Linked DNA regions of Sus scrofa: all the other regions are linked to region 3. A link is a contact called in public HiChIP or PLAC-seq data. All regions are on one chromosome and are shown on one strand. The core of a region is the stretch at or near the end of the contact, and the rest is flanking DNA. Distances in the headings are between cores, read along the strand shown.

The links. HiChIP or PLAC-seq counts read pairs in DNA pulled down with a chosen protein or histone mark.
Region 1: an H3K27ac HiChIP or PLAC-seq map of skeletal muscle shows a contact between it and region 3. The contact joins the enhancer-like site here to the promoter of CCDC62 in region 3. A contact is called at or near these places in 13 of 47 Hi-C or Micro-C datasets (alveolar macrophages, blood, embryonic fibroblasts and 8 more) and 2 of 2 datasets of contacts at active chromatin or transcription factors (alveolar macrophages and skeletal muscle).
Region 2: an H3K27ac HiChIP or PLAC-seq map of alveolar macrophages shows a contact between it and region 3. The contact joins the promoter of HCAR2 here to the promoter of CCDC62 in region 3. A contact is called at or near these places in 1 of 47 Hi-C or Micro-C datasets (embryonic fibroblasts) and 1 of 2 datasets of contacts at active chromatin or transcription factors (alveolar macrophages).

Annotation. Positions count from the first base shown.
Region 1 is chr14:30,014,095-30,017,961 of Sscrofa11.1, forward strand. All of the region lies in intron 1 of HIP1R (huntingtin-interacting protein 1-related protein), which reads right to left. Among named protein-coding and RNA genes, the nearest start is that of HIP1R, 8.3 kb to the right of the region's middle. Within about 2 kb of position 2,502, at least 38 of the 83 cell types and tissues checked have an H3K27ac peak or open chromatin away from gene starts, as enhancers often do. A contact at or near this core is called in alveolar macrophages, embryonic fibroblasts, liver and 2 more, where this site is marked.
Region 2 is chr14:30,115,155-30,118,986 of Sscrofa11.1, forward strand. It overlaps HCAR2 (hydroxycarboxylic acid receptor 2), which reads left to right and starts at 1,860. Exons shown (of 1, transcript XM_021072989.1): 1 at 1,860-3,832. The coding sequence starts at 2,046. The coding sequence ends at 3,137.
Region 3 is chr14:30,064,973-30,068,809 of Sscrofa11.1, forward strand. It overlaps CCDC62 (coiled-coil domain-containing protein 62), which reads right to left and starts at 1,666. Exons shown (of 13, transcript XM_021074080.1): 1 at 1,086-1,666; 2 at 444-598.

The DNA.
Region 1 (3,867 bases), core at 1,252-3,751, 50 kb before region 3:
CAGAGAGGACCTGGCCTGACTTCAAGTCAGGATGCAGATTCTAGATCCGGGATTTGTTCAAACCATGGGTAATAACAGTATCTGGACGGCACCAAGCAGCTCTCGGGGCGCCCCCATTCTTGGGGACAAGGCTCTCTGACTCCAGTCTTCAGTTTGGCTCCTTCCGGCTCCCTCCCCAGGCGGCTTCTGTCCTGCGGCCAGGGTGGGGACGTCCGGGAAGGCCTCTTACAAGGGCCCCATTGGGTCCATGGGAGCCTGAGCTTCAGGACACACCTGCTCCTGCTTCCAGAACAATCTTGTTCTTGTTTGTCCAATAAAAACCCAGTCTGGTGCCAGAGTCAACCTGGGAAGACAATCCCAAGACCAGGCTGGACAGAGCTACGGATGGCATTTGTCCCCGGATGGGTAACTGAGAAAGGGACACATGAGAAAGCATGGTGGTGCCGGTTCAAGAGAGACGAGACCAGGATGAGGCAGTGGGGCCAGGGCAGGCGCCCCAGCAGGTGCTGCTCCCAAGACGTTCAGCACCTGGTGGGGGCTTGAGACCGAAGTCTTGGGGTGTGGATGCTATCAGCCAAGCCAGGCGACCAAGCTGGGACACTGGTCAGCAGCTACACCCAGTAAGCCCGTCCTTGCCCCCTCACCTGTGGGGCTTCACGCCAGGTAAAGGGGCCCCAGGAAGAGCCACACAGTCAGGGGTGGGGCCCTGGGGAGAGGACGGCCACTGAGGAGGGAGCAGGAGCTCAGGTGCCTCGCGGGGCCACAGACCCTCAGCCTAATGTGTACCCATATCAACGACACCATTCTGGAAACCCACCACCCTTGGCAAGGGCTCGGACCACAGAGGCTGAAGCCCTGGTCGCTCTCAGTGAGACCGGACATCCTCCAGGTCACAGGAAGCTCTGCACAGCAGAGGAACGTGGACTTGGGGAGACCCCAGCCCCCGTGAATGGGACAAATACAGATCTGTGGCACCCCTGTCCGCAGACCCTGGTCCCATCCACCCTGGATTCACTGGAGAGCCTTTGCTTTAGAAACTCTCCCTTTCCTGACTGGGAAGCAGGAATTAAAAAGACCCTCCAAGAGTTCCCACTGTGGCTCAGCAGGTTAAGAACCCAACTAATATCCATGAGGATGCAGGTTCGATCCCTAGCCTCACTCAGTGGGTTAAGATCTGGTGTTGCCATAAGCTGCAGCTCGGATCTGGCATTGCTGTGGCTGTGGTGTAGCTCTGATATGACCCCTAGCCTGGGAACTTCCACATGCCACAGATGTGGCCGTAAAAAAAAAAAAAAAAAGAAAGGAAAAAATTAATTACATTAAAAAACCCTCAGGGAGTTCCCACTGTGGCACCATGGGTTAAGAATCCAACTGCAGTGGCTCAGGTCCCTGTGGAGCTGCAGGTTCGATCTCCAGCCCAGTGCAGTGCATTAAAGGATCGGTGTTGCTGTTGCTGTGGCGTAGGTTGCAGCTACAGCTCAGATTCGATTCCTGGCCTAGGAACTTCCATGTGCCATGGGTGAGGCCATTTAAAAAAAAAAAAAAGACCCTTGGAACATCTTTCTCTGTTCCAGCCACACTGTCTCCCCTTCTGTCCCTCAAACAGGGCAAGCCAGGTCCCACCTCCAGGCCTGGTTGTGCTTCTGGGGCCACCCAGCTCTGAGCTAAAACGGCCCTCCCAGGCAGCCTTCCCCAGCCACACACGAGAGCATCCTCCTGGTTATTTTCACCCAGGACACTTATTCTCTGAAACCATCTTATTTGTTTACCATGTATTCTGTTTCTACCTCCGACACCTGAGCAGAAGTACTTGACACAAGGAATCCTGTTGGTTTTAGCCCCTCCCTGCTGTACCTCCCATCCCCAAATCCGCGCCTGGTGGCCAATAATCTTTACTGGATGAGTAAAAGAGTGAACACTTGAATGAACAAAAGCACTTTCAAACAGAAGTCCTGGTTAAATGCAAGGCAGTGAGTGACTCTTTCTCCAGCTAATAATTTAGCCACTAGAGTTAAATAGTAAACGCAACTATAAAACAAATTCTATTTTTAAAATCAACCCTGAAATGAATCATACCTCAACCTCCCTGTACTGTTATCACGACACTTAAAGGCGGCACTTGGCAGGGACAAAGACATCCTTCAGAGAGCCAGGGCACAGAGACTGGCAGAGAGGTGGGTTATCCTGCTTTAGGGTTTCCCAAGAGTTGTTTGGAGGACAGAAAGATGTCATTCAAATGCTTTGTCGCCTCAAAGGCCACTAATGAAAGCAAACACAGGATTTCTAAAGCCGAGAAGGTGGCTGGATGTGGTCATGTGCAAAGCGGTAGGGAGCCCTGGGCCAGAAGTCTGCAGCAAGGTTGTTTCAACAGACGGGAAGTCTGTGGAGCAATGCCATCCTGCCGACTGAACTCCTCCCTTCATTCACGCCCCCTGGTCCCCACACTGTCTGTTTACGCAAGTGGAGGCAGGGCTGCTGTGGCCGCCTTCTCTGCAGGAGGGCGTGAGCTCCAGGCAGGATCCGCCCACTCACCAGGATGCAGTTTGCAAAGGGCACTACCACCTCTCCCCTGGCCCTGCAGGCGACACGTGTGAGGAGGAGGTAGATGTGGCTGGAGTCCCACCTCCAGGATGGCCAGGAAGCCAGCCCAGGCAGCTTCCTTCCCTGGGCCCTGGTGACATCACTTCACAGACCTGTCTGTCCCTCAAGCCAGGGGGCTGAGTCACTCCCTGGTGGAAGAACCTATTGCAGTTTAGGGAATTGTGTTTATTTCAGCAAGAGGAAAAACAATCCCACGTCCACTGAACTTTTCTCCAAGGGCTCAATCTCTCCCCACAGCGGGTGCCACAGCCTTTCAGGCCTCACCGAGAGGCCACATCAAAGAAGGGAGACCCACAGGTCCTGGTGGCACCCATTCATTCAGCGCACACAGGCTGAGCGTGTCCCCTGAGCCAGGCACTCCTGGGTGCTAGGGCACAAGAGGAGTCAACACAGTCCCTGCCTGAGGATCTGGGGGTTCAGGAGTTGTGCTTAGGGGCTCAGAGGAGACAAGGGAATTCTCTCTCTGTGAAGCAGATCTAAACACGGTGTGGCTGCAGTGTTTGGGAAGAATAATATCGCGAGAACTAGGGAAGCCCAGGAAAGCTTGAGCAGGAGAGCAAACAAGGTGATACTTGAGTCCACCCTGGGATCAGGTGGAGCAGGGGGAAGGGTATCGCTGACAGCAGACCGGCTGGCAGAGTCTCTTCAGGCGGGCCTCTCAGGTTAGCTGGCTGGGTTTCCCTGTCCCTCAGCCAAGCAGGCCGAGGCTCAACCCCAGTTTCCACTTCGAGCTGCTGGACTCGGTGCCCAGGAGGGTTTCATTCACAAATGGGGCGCTGGCCTGGGGGCAAGGTCAGGAGGGTGGCCGTTCTGCCAAGGAAGTCACAGCTGGCTTCCCCTGACCTCTCTGGGGTCCCCAACACACACACACTGCCGAGTATCTCTCAGAGGATGGCATCACCTGGGGGCAGGACCTGCTGTCCTGGAAGGGGGGGCACCACAGGACCACTCCTCCAGGATGGGCTGTTCTCCGCCTTCCCGAGTCGGCCCACCCCCTGCGGCGGATCTGCTCCTCTCCCAGCAGCCCTGGCTCCCACCCTCCTCACTTACAGGCTGGTGCGCAGGGACAGAACCCATGAAGGCACTAGCTCGACTCCTTCAGTCCAGCCTGCTTTCCTGTGCACAGTTAGCTGCTACTCAATGCAGCATTTACTCTGCACCAGGTACCGTGATGTCCTGTAAAGCCTCGTAGCCACCCCAGGGCTCTATGGGGTACTAGGATTATCTCCATTTGGCAGATAAGCAGACTGAGGCACATAGTCTGGC
Region 2 (3,832 bases), core at 610-3,109, 50 kb after region 3:
GACTTATTGTGGGAGTTCCTGCTGAGGTGCAGTGGGTTAAGAATCTGACTACAGAGGTTTTGCTCTCTGTGGAGGTGTGGGTATGATCCCTGGCTTGGCACAGTGAGTTAAAGGATCTGGCATTGCTACAGCTGAGGCATAGGTTGCAACTGTGGCTTGGGCAGTGCCTGGCCTGGGAACTTCCATATGCTGAGGGTGTGGCCAGAAAGAAAGAAAGAAAAAGAAATAACTATTGTGAATAGTCAGTTTCTCTGACTCTTCATTAAAAAAGGCCCTTAGGCTTACTTTATGAATGTCATTGACAAGTCCATATTCACCCAAGAAGGAAGCAGGATATTCACAGGCAGTAAAGCGGGGGAACAGATACTAGTCATTTCACTCGAGGCTTCCTACTCTCACATAATGTGACTGCAATCCAGTGCATCCTTATAGATGGAGCAGGAATACAGTGAGAGGCAGTGTCGTGTAATGGTTAGAGACACAGGCTTTGAAGTCAGTGCCAGATTGAAATCTTACTAGATATGTAGCCTTGAACATATGACCAACCTCTCTGAGCTTCACTTTCCTCATTTTGAGATAGGAATCAGTAATAGTCCTTACCTCGGGGCCAGGGTCAGGGTAAAAGAAGATAACATATTGAAAGCATCAAGCGTGGTCTCCTGCCTATGGGAAGCTCTCCGTGAAGTAGGTGCCAACATCGTCTTCATCATCGTCTTCATCAGGTGCCTCTCATTCCCAGGTGAGTCTAACATGAGATCATCCTGACCCTCTTTTACTGTGAAGAGACTACAAACCCCTATTATGGGACCTGGGTGTGCAACTAAAGAAACAAATGTTCAATTTCTCACTCAAAGCAAGACAACTCAGGAGCTCTTGCACAGCAGGAATTTGTCAGCCCCAAATATTACAGGGTGGAAGTGTTCTGTCTGGCTACACCCAACTACACTGAAAAGCAAAGAAATGATGTGTGAAACTGGTGACTGGCTGTGAGGCAGAGTTCAAAGTCTTCTCAGGCTCTCTAAGTTTAATTTTCTAAAAATGGGGGCTTTTAAAATGCCATGCACTTCATAGGGGAGGCTGTGTGCTTTTGGGGACAGCTCATATACAGGAACGCTCTGTACTTTCCAATTTTGCTGTGAACCTAAAACTGCTCTAAAAAAATAAAACTCACTAATTAAAAAAATCATGGGCCTAACAATGCATTACTTACTTGAGCATGGAGGTATCTCCAAATCTAACACAAAGAAAAAACCCCAACTTCTTGTAACACAGCACTGGCAAGCCACACAGGGTTCAAGTTTTCAAACATCTTATGAAATTGCATGCTGTTCTCAAATAGCATTTTTTTTTTCATTACTAGAGATTAATTGCATCGGTCCGGTGCAGCAAAGCAACCCATGTTTGTACAGAGAAGATGGCATGGGAACATCAAACGCAACACATCTGTTCTCATAAAATATTAGAAAATCACTGTCCTCTCCGCTTTTCCAAAAAATAAAAACACGAATCCGCCCCCCAAAACCGTATACACATTCTACCATTTCTTAAAATACATGCACCGCAATATTCCATACTAATTATTCATGTTTCTGTTGAGTATACTAAGTTATTATTGCTGTTGTTGTTTCGTTCATTATGTAAGCCAACCACAGGACAGGGAATTAATTCTCCTGTGCTATGTTTTCAGCATACAGGCATGCAGCCTTCCACAAGGAGGCCCTCCACATTTCAGTAATTCACAATGACAGTCTGCTTGTCTAAACATATTCTTTACATTTAGAAGAATTTGTGGGTTCCTGTGTGCCCAGGGGATTTTTTTTTTTATTACTTGTTTATGCAAACAGTAGGTTGCATAAGAGCCTTGCTGGCTTTTTTTTTTTTTTAAGGCGATTTCGTAGTTTCCTGGTAACCATTCAGTCATCTATTTCAACACCCTGACATGACATAAAGGCGAGCACTGAACCACAGGTTCGCCACTCAGACCCACACCTCTTTCTTTGAGCATTGGCTAGGTGAGGCGCTCCCAGAACCAGCTCAATTCAATCATGAACCCGTCCCACCAGCAGAATCATTTTCTGAAAATAGGCGACAAGAACTGCTGTGTGTTCCGGGATGACTTCATTGCCAAGGTGCTGCCGCCGGTGGTGGGGCTGGAGTTTGTGTTCGGGCTCCTGGGTAATGGCCTTGCTCTGTGGATTTTCTGCTTCCACCTCAAGTCTTGGAAATCCAGCCGGATTTTCCTGTTCAACCTGGCCGTGGCTGACTTTCTCCTGATCATCTGCCTGCCATTCCTGACGGACAACTATGTGAGGAAGTGGGACTGGAGATTTGGGGACATCCCCTGCCGAATAATGCTCTTCATGTTGGCCATGAACCGCCAGGGCAGCATCATCTTCCTCACAGTGGTGGCCGTGGACCGGTACTTCCGGGTGGTCCATCCCCACCACGCTCTGAACAAGATCTCCAATCGCACAGCAGCCATCATCTCCTGCCTCCTGTGGGGCCTCACAATTGGCCTGACGGTCCACCTCCTGAACAAAACGATGTTAATCAAGAAGCACGACTCATATTTGTGCAGTAGCTTCAGCATCTGCAATACCTTCCGCTGGCATGATGCCATGTTCCTCCTGGAGTTCTTCCTGCCCCTGGGCATCATCCTGTTCTGCTCGGCCAGGATTGTCTGGAGCCTGCGGCAGCGACAAATGGACCGGCATGTCAAGATCAAGAGGGCCATCAACTTCGTCATGGTGGTGGCCATCGTCTTCATCATCTGCTTCCTGCCCAGCGTGGCCGTGCGCATCCGCATTTTCTGGCTTCTCCGCACTGCTGGAACGGAGAACTGTGACATCTACCGCTCGGTGGACCTGGCGTTTTATATCACCCTCAGCTTCACCTACATGAACAGTATGCTGGACCCTTTGGTGTATTACTTCTCCAGCCCATCTTTCCCCAACTTCTTATCCACCTTGATCAACCGCTGCCTGCGGAGGAAGGTGCTGGAGGAGTCCAACAATAACCGCAGCACAAGCCTCGAGCTCACTGGGGAACCCAGCACCCACAGGAACGTTCCTGATACTTCAGTGGCCGATCCCAGGGAGCCGTTGAGCCCCTCTGACCTGACTCCAGCCTCTCATTAAAACAACCAAGCCAAGAAGGGAGATGGTCACCAAGGACCAGGATCTCTGGAGAAATGGTTTGGCTGGTGCCCAGACTAACATCATTAGCCTTGGCCCGCGATTTCCCAGAACTTCCAGGTTCAAGAGAATCAGATTTAGGGAATTGGTGTGGCAGCGTGGGCTGCCTGGTTGCCGAGTGTCTCCACAGGCATCTTGTGGGGAATGGAGGATGAAGTTCCTAGGCGTCTGAAGCTTCTGATCAATCTTGGACCCTTGCAGAACTGAAGATGGTCAAACTGTCCACTTTTCTGCTGCCGGAGAGTTGGAGCCCCAGAGACACCCCTTGGCACCTGTGACTCACCAGCCTCTTTGCTTCACCTGTCTGAGACTTGGATGGTTCTCAGTTCCTGGGCCGATGTCTCACTTGCCCGTGGGCTCCCGGTGGGATAAGGAAAGCTAAGTAATTGGAGGGGAACTGTTGCTCCAGTAGGGAGCTCAGACATCATGAAACAAGCCAGTAGGTCACCTGGATTTCAGGGGACCAATTCAGCTTCCAGCCAAGCTTTAGCAGAAACGGACTAGATGCACTAGCAGAGACGCGCTTGCTTTGGTTAATCATCTGAGTTGCCAGTGGTGGTAAGAAGGGGCTTAGTCCCACTGAGGAAAACAGTGTTGCTAAGGGAAAGGACATGGCATTTATGCTACAATCTGCCACT
Region 3 (3,837 bases), core at 416-2,915:
CAATTAAAAAAAAAAACTGAAAGTGTTACTTTAAGAATTCTATCTTGGAGTTCCCGTCATAGCTCAGTGGTTAACGAATCCGACTAGGAACCATGAGGTTGCAAGTTCGAATCCTGGCCTTGTTCAGCGGGTTAAGGATCTGGTGTTGCCGTGAGTTGTGGTGTAGGTCGCAGGCCGCGGCTCGGATCCCAGCTCGGATCCCACGTTGCTGTGGCTGTGGCCTAGGCCGGAGGCTACAACTCTGATTAGACCCCTAGCCTGGGAACCTCCATATGCCGCTGGAGCGGCCCTAGAAAAAGGCAAAAAGACCAAAAAAATAAAAAAATCTACCTTACAAACAGTAATTTAAAGTTCACCAGGAGCCCATGTACATCACTACTGCTTTCTGGAAAAATAAAGAATTGCAAATAAATAAAAATGACGAGTGAATTTCAGTTACTTACTAAACAGAGAAAATGGAATTTGGAGTCAAGGGATTCCAAGTCCACAAACTTGAATTCCAGTCTTTGGTAAGTCATTCACTCACTTATTCATTCCTTCAACATTTAGCGCCATTTTGGGGATACAGCACTGAGCTCACCGGCAAGGAGCACGTATTCTAGTCGAGCAACACAAGCAACAGGCCAAGTGTACACATCCCGTTCAACTCAACCAATACCGGTAAATGCAAATGTCAGACAAGTTTATTTTCAAGACTTTTTAGTAAAATGGATTATAAGAGTGCCGCTCCACTAGCAGGCTGCTGTTAAGCAACGTTAAGGACAGGAAGCGAGAAGGCGTATATAAAGGCAGATCTACAAATGCCCACTGTTACCCTTAAAAAGTGAGCAGCACCTAATGCTCGCCACTCGACTTTGCGCCTGGGCTGAAAAACAAGATTTTATTAAAGGAAACGGATGTGACGCTCCCTCTTCCCTCTACATCCCGAGTATTGTTTTAAGCAGAAACGGTTCCCGAAAAACCAGCCACGTTCGGCCCAGACACACGTTGTCCCCGAGATCTGCCCTCCGCTTCCCACCGACCCGCCGGCGGAAACGGCGAGTCCGCCCGCGGCGGGAGGGAGGCGCCAAGCGGCGGCCGCTCACCTGGCGCCCGGCCAGGAAGGAGGCCGAAGGGTTCATAGGTGTTTCCTCCGCCCCCGGAGAGTCAGTGTGCGCAGCGTCACCTTAGAAACGCCATAGGCGCGCCTGCCCGGAGCGGCGGGGGCCAGCCCCGAGCGCTGGAGCCCCGCGCCCTCGCTGGCCCAAGCAAGCCCGCCTAAACCGCCAGCCCCGCGGAGCGTGCCCGGCCTCCCGGCCTATAGGGTCGCTGAGGGGCCGCCCCGGTTCTCGCGACACCCGGTGGCCGGTTGCGCGATCCCGCGGGAAGCCAGCTCCTACCCGGGCATTTTGTTCTTCCAAATCCGGACCTGGGGGCTCTTGAAAGGCATATCTGACGATGTAAAAGCCATTACCCACCGCCTGCAAAGAACCATCACCCAGGGAATGATAAAGCAACGAATGGCTGTTTCTGCTCCATGATCTCCTGCCAAACTGTGAACACGGTCGTTAGCTGCTGTGTACCCCTGGCATTCAGGCAACAAAGAGACTGGAGGCAGAAGCCAGCCCTGGCAGTTCATAGTCAGCTGCTGACCATCCTAGCAGACAGGCCTAAGCTAAGAATCAGGTGAAAAAAGAAAACAATTTTTTTGGACTCTTGATATAGCTCTTGAATTGCAATGAGAAACTTGACACTTTGTTGTGACAACATTTACTGTTCTGGGTTGAAACTAAGCTTTTTTTTTCTTCTTGGCCCTGCGTGAGGGATGTGGAAGTTCTGGACCAGGGGTTGAACCTGTGCTGCAGCAGCGACCCAAGCTGGCACAGTGACAACGATCCTTAACGCACTGCGCCAGAGGAGAACTCTGATACTAAGCTTTTTTCACCCTTTCTTCTACATTTTATTCTTCATGTTATAATAGGAATTGAACTATACAAAAATAATTGGAGGCGTTTCCACTGTGGCTCTGCAGAAATGAATCTGACTAGCACCCATAAGGACGCAGCTTCAATCCCTGGCCTTGCTCAATGGGTTAAGGATCCAGTGTTGCCATGAGCTGTGGTGTAGGCCAGCAGCTACAGCTCTGATTTGACCCCTAGTGTGGGAACCTCCATATGCCCCAGGAGCAGCGGCCCTAAAAAACCCCAAAAACAGGAGTTCCTGTCGTGGCTCAGTGGTTAACGAATCCGACTAGGAACCATGAAGTTGTGGGTTCGATCCCTGACCTCACTCAGTGGATTAAGGATCCAGCATTGTCATGAGCTGTAGTATAGGTTGCAGACATGGCTCAGATCCTACGTTGCTGTGGCTCTGGCTTAGGCCAGCGGCTACAGCTCCAATTCAACCCCTCGCCTGGGACCCTCCATTTGCCTCAGGAGTGGCCCAAGAAATAGCAAAAAGACAAAAAGACACACACACACACAAAAAAAAAAAATTGGAGTTCCCTGGTGGTGAGGGTTAGATCCCAGCCTGGGAACCACCGCATGCCAGAGAGCACAGCCGAAAAATGAAAAAAGCTTATATTTAACCTCTGATTGTCCACCCACTGCTGCTTAACTTGTAAGATGGCATTCCTGTCAAGACAGATCACCAAACACAGTCTTAATAGTATTTCACCTTTACTTTCTGGTTGACTGTAAATTAGCAAGACACGCCCTTTTGTTTATAAAAGACGATCCGAAAATGAAAAAATAAAATTTGAATTTCTTACTGTGAAGCTTTACTGATTTGGATGACACTTGCATCCTTAGGACAAGGTCATGTTGAGAATGGACAAGACAGTGCCTTCGAACTTAATCGAGAAAGCAAATGCTCTGAGTTCCTGTCGTGGCTCAGCAATAATGAAACCAACTAATATCCATGAGGATGCAGGTTCAGTCCCTGGCCCTGCTTAGTGCGTTAAGGATCTGGCATTGTTGTGAGCTGTGGTGTACGTCCCAGATGCAGCTCAGATCCTGTGTTGCTGTGGCTATGGCGTAGACTGGCAGCTGCAACTCCGATTCAACCCCTAGCCTGAGAACTTCCTTATGCTGCACAGTGGCCTAAAAAGGCAAAAGAAAAAAGAAAGAAAGCAAATGCTGACTAGTTGTTAAAAATGGCCTATCAGTAGCTGATTATGCAGTAACTCTTGGTAGTGGAATGAGAAAAAAAAAAAAAGGAATGTGGTTGAATGTCAGTTTTCCAATTGAGGAGCATTTTAATATTTCACATACTTCTAAAATTTCACCTTTGTAAAATTTGGTATTTTTAGGAAGCTCTAAAATGCCATCGTTCACAAGACAACCACATGCTTAACACTCAACTGTAAGAGTTGAGGTACAGGAAGCAGTAAGAAATGAGGCTGACATTTTAAGATTATGGCTGGTAAATATTAACTGAATATGGTAAGGGATTATTATGACTAGTTGCAAATCAAAAATTTCACTATTTTGGATTCCTGTTGTGGGTGAGCAGGTTAAGGTTCGAGTGCTGTCACTGCTGTGGCTCAGGTTACTGCCAGTTTTGATTCTTGACCCAGGAATTCCCCACATGCCAAGCATGCTGACAAAAAGGAAAACAAAACAAAAAACATAAAGTTAACTTATCAACTTTTAAGAGTGAGAAAGCTACCATGGATTATACCTTAAGAGACAGCTGATTTACTGGGGCTTCTATGTAATAAATAAAAAAGAAGTGTTTTTTTTTTTTTTTCCGTCTATTTAGGGCTGTACACGAAGTATGTAAGTTCCCAGGCTAGGGGTCAAATCAGAGCTACAGCTGCCAGCCTACACCACAGCCACAGCAACTCAGGATCTGAGC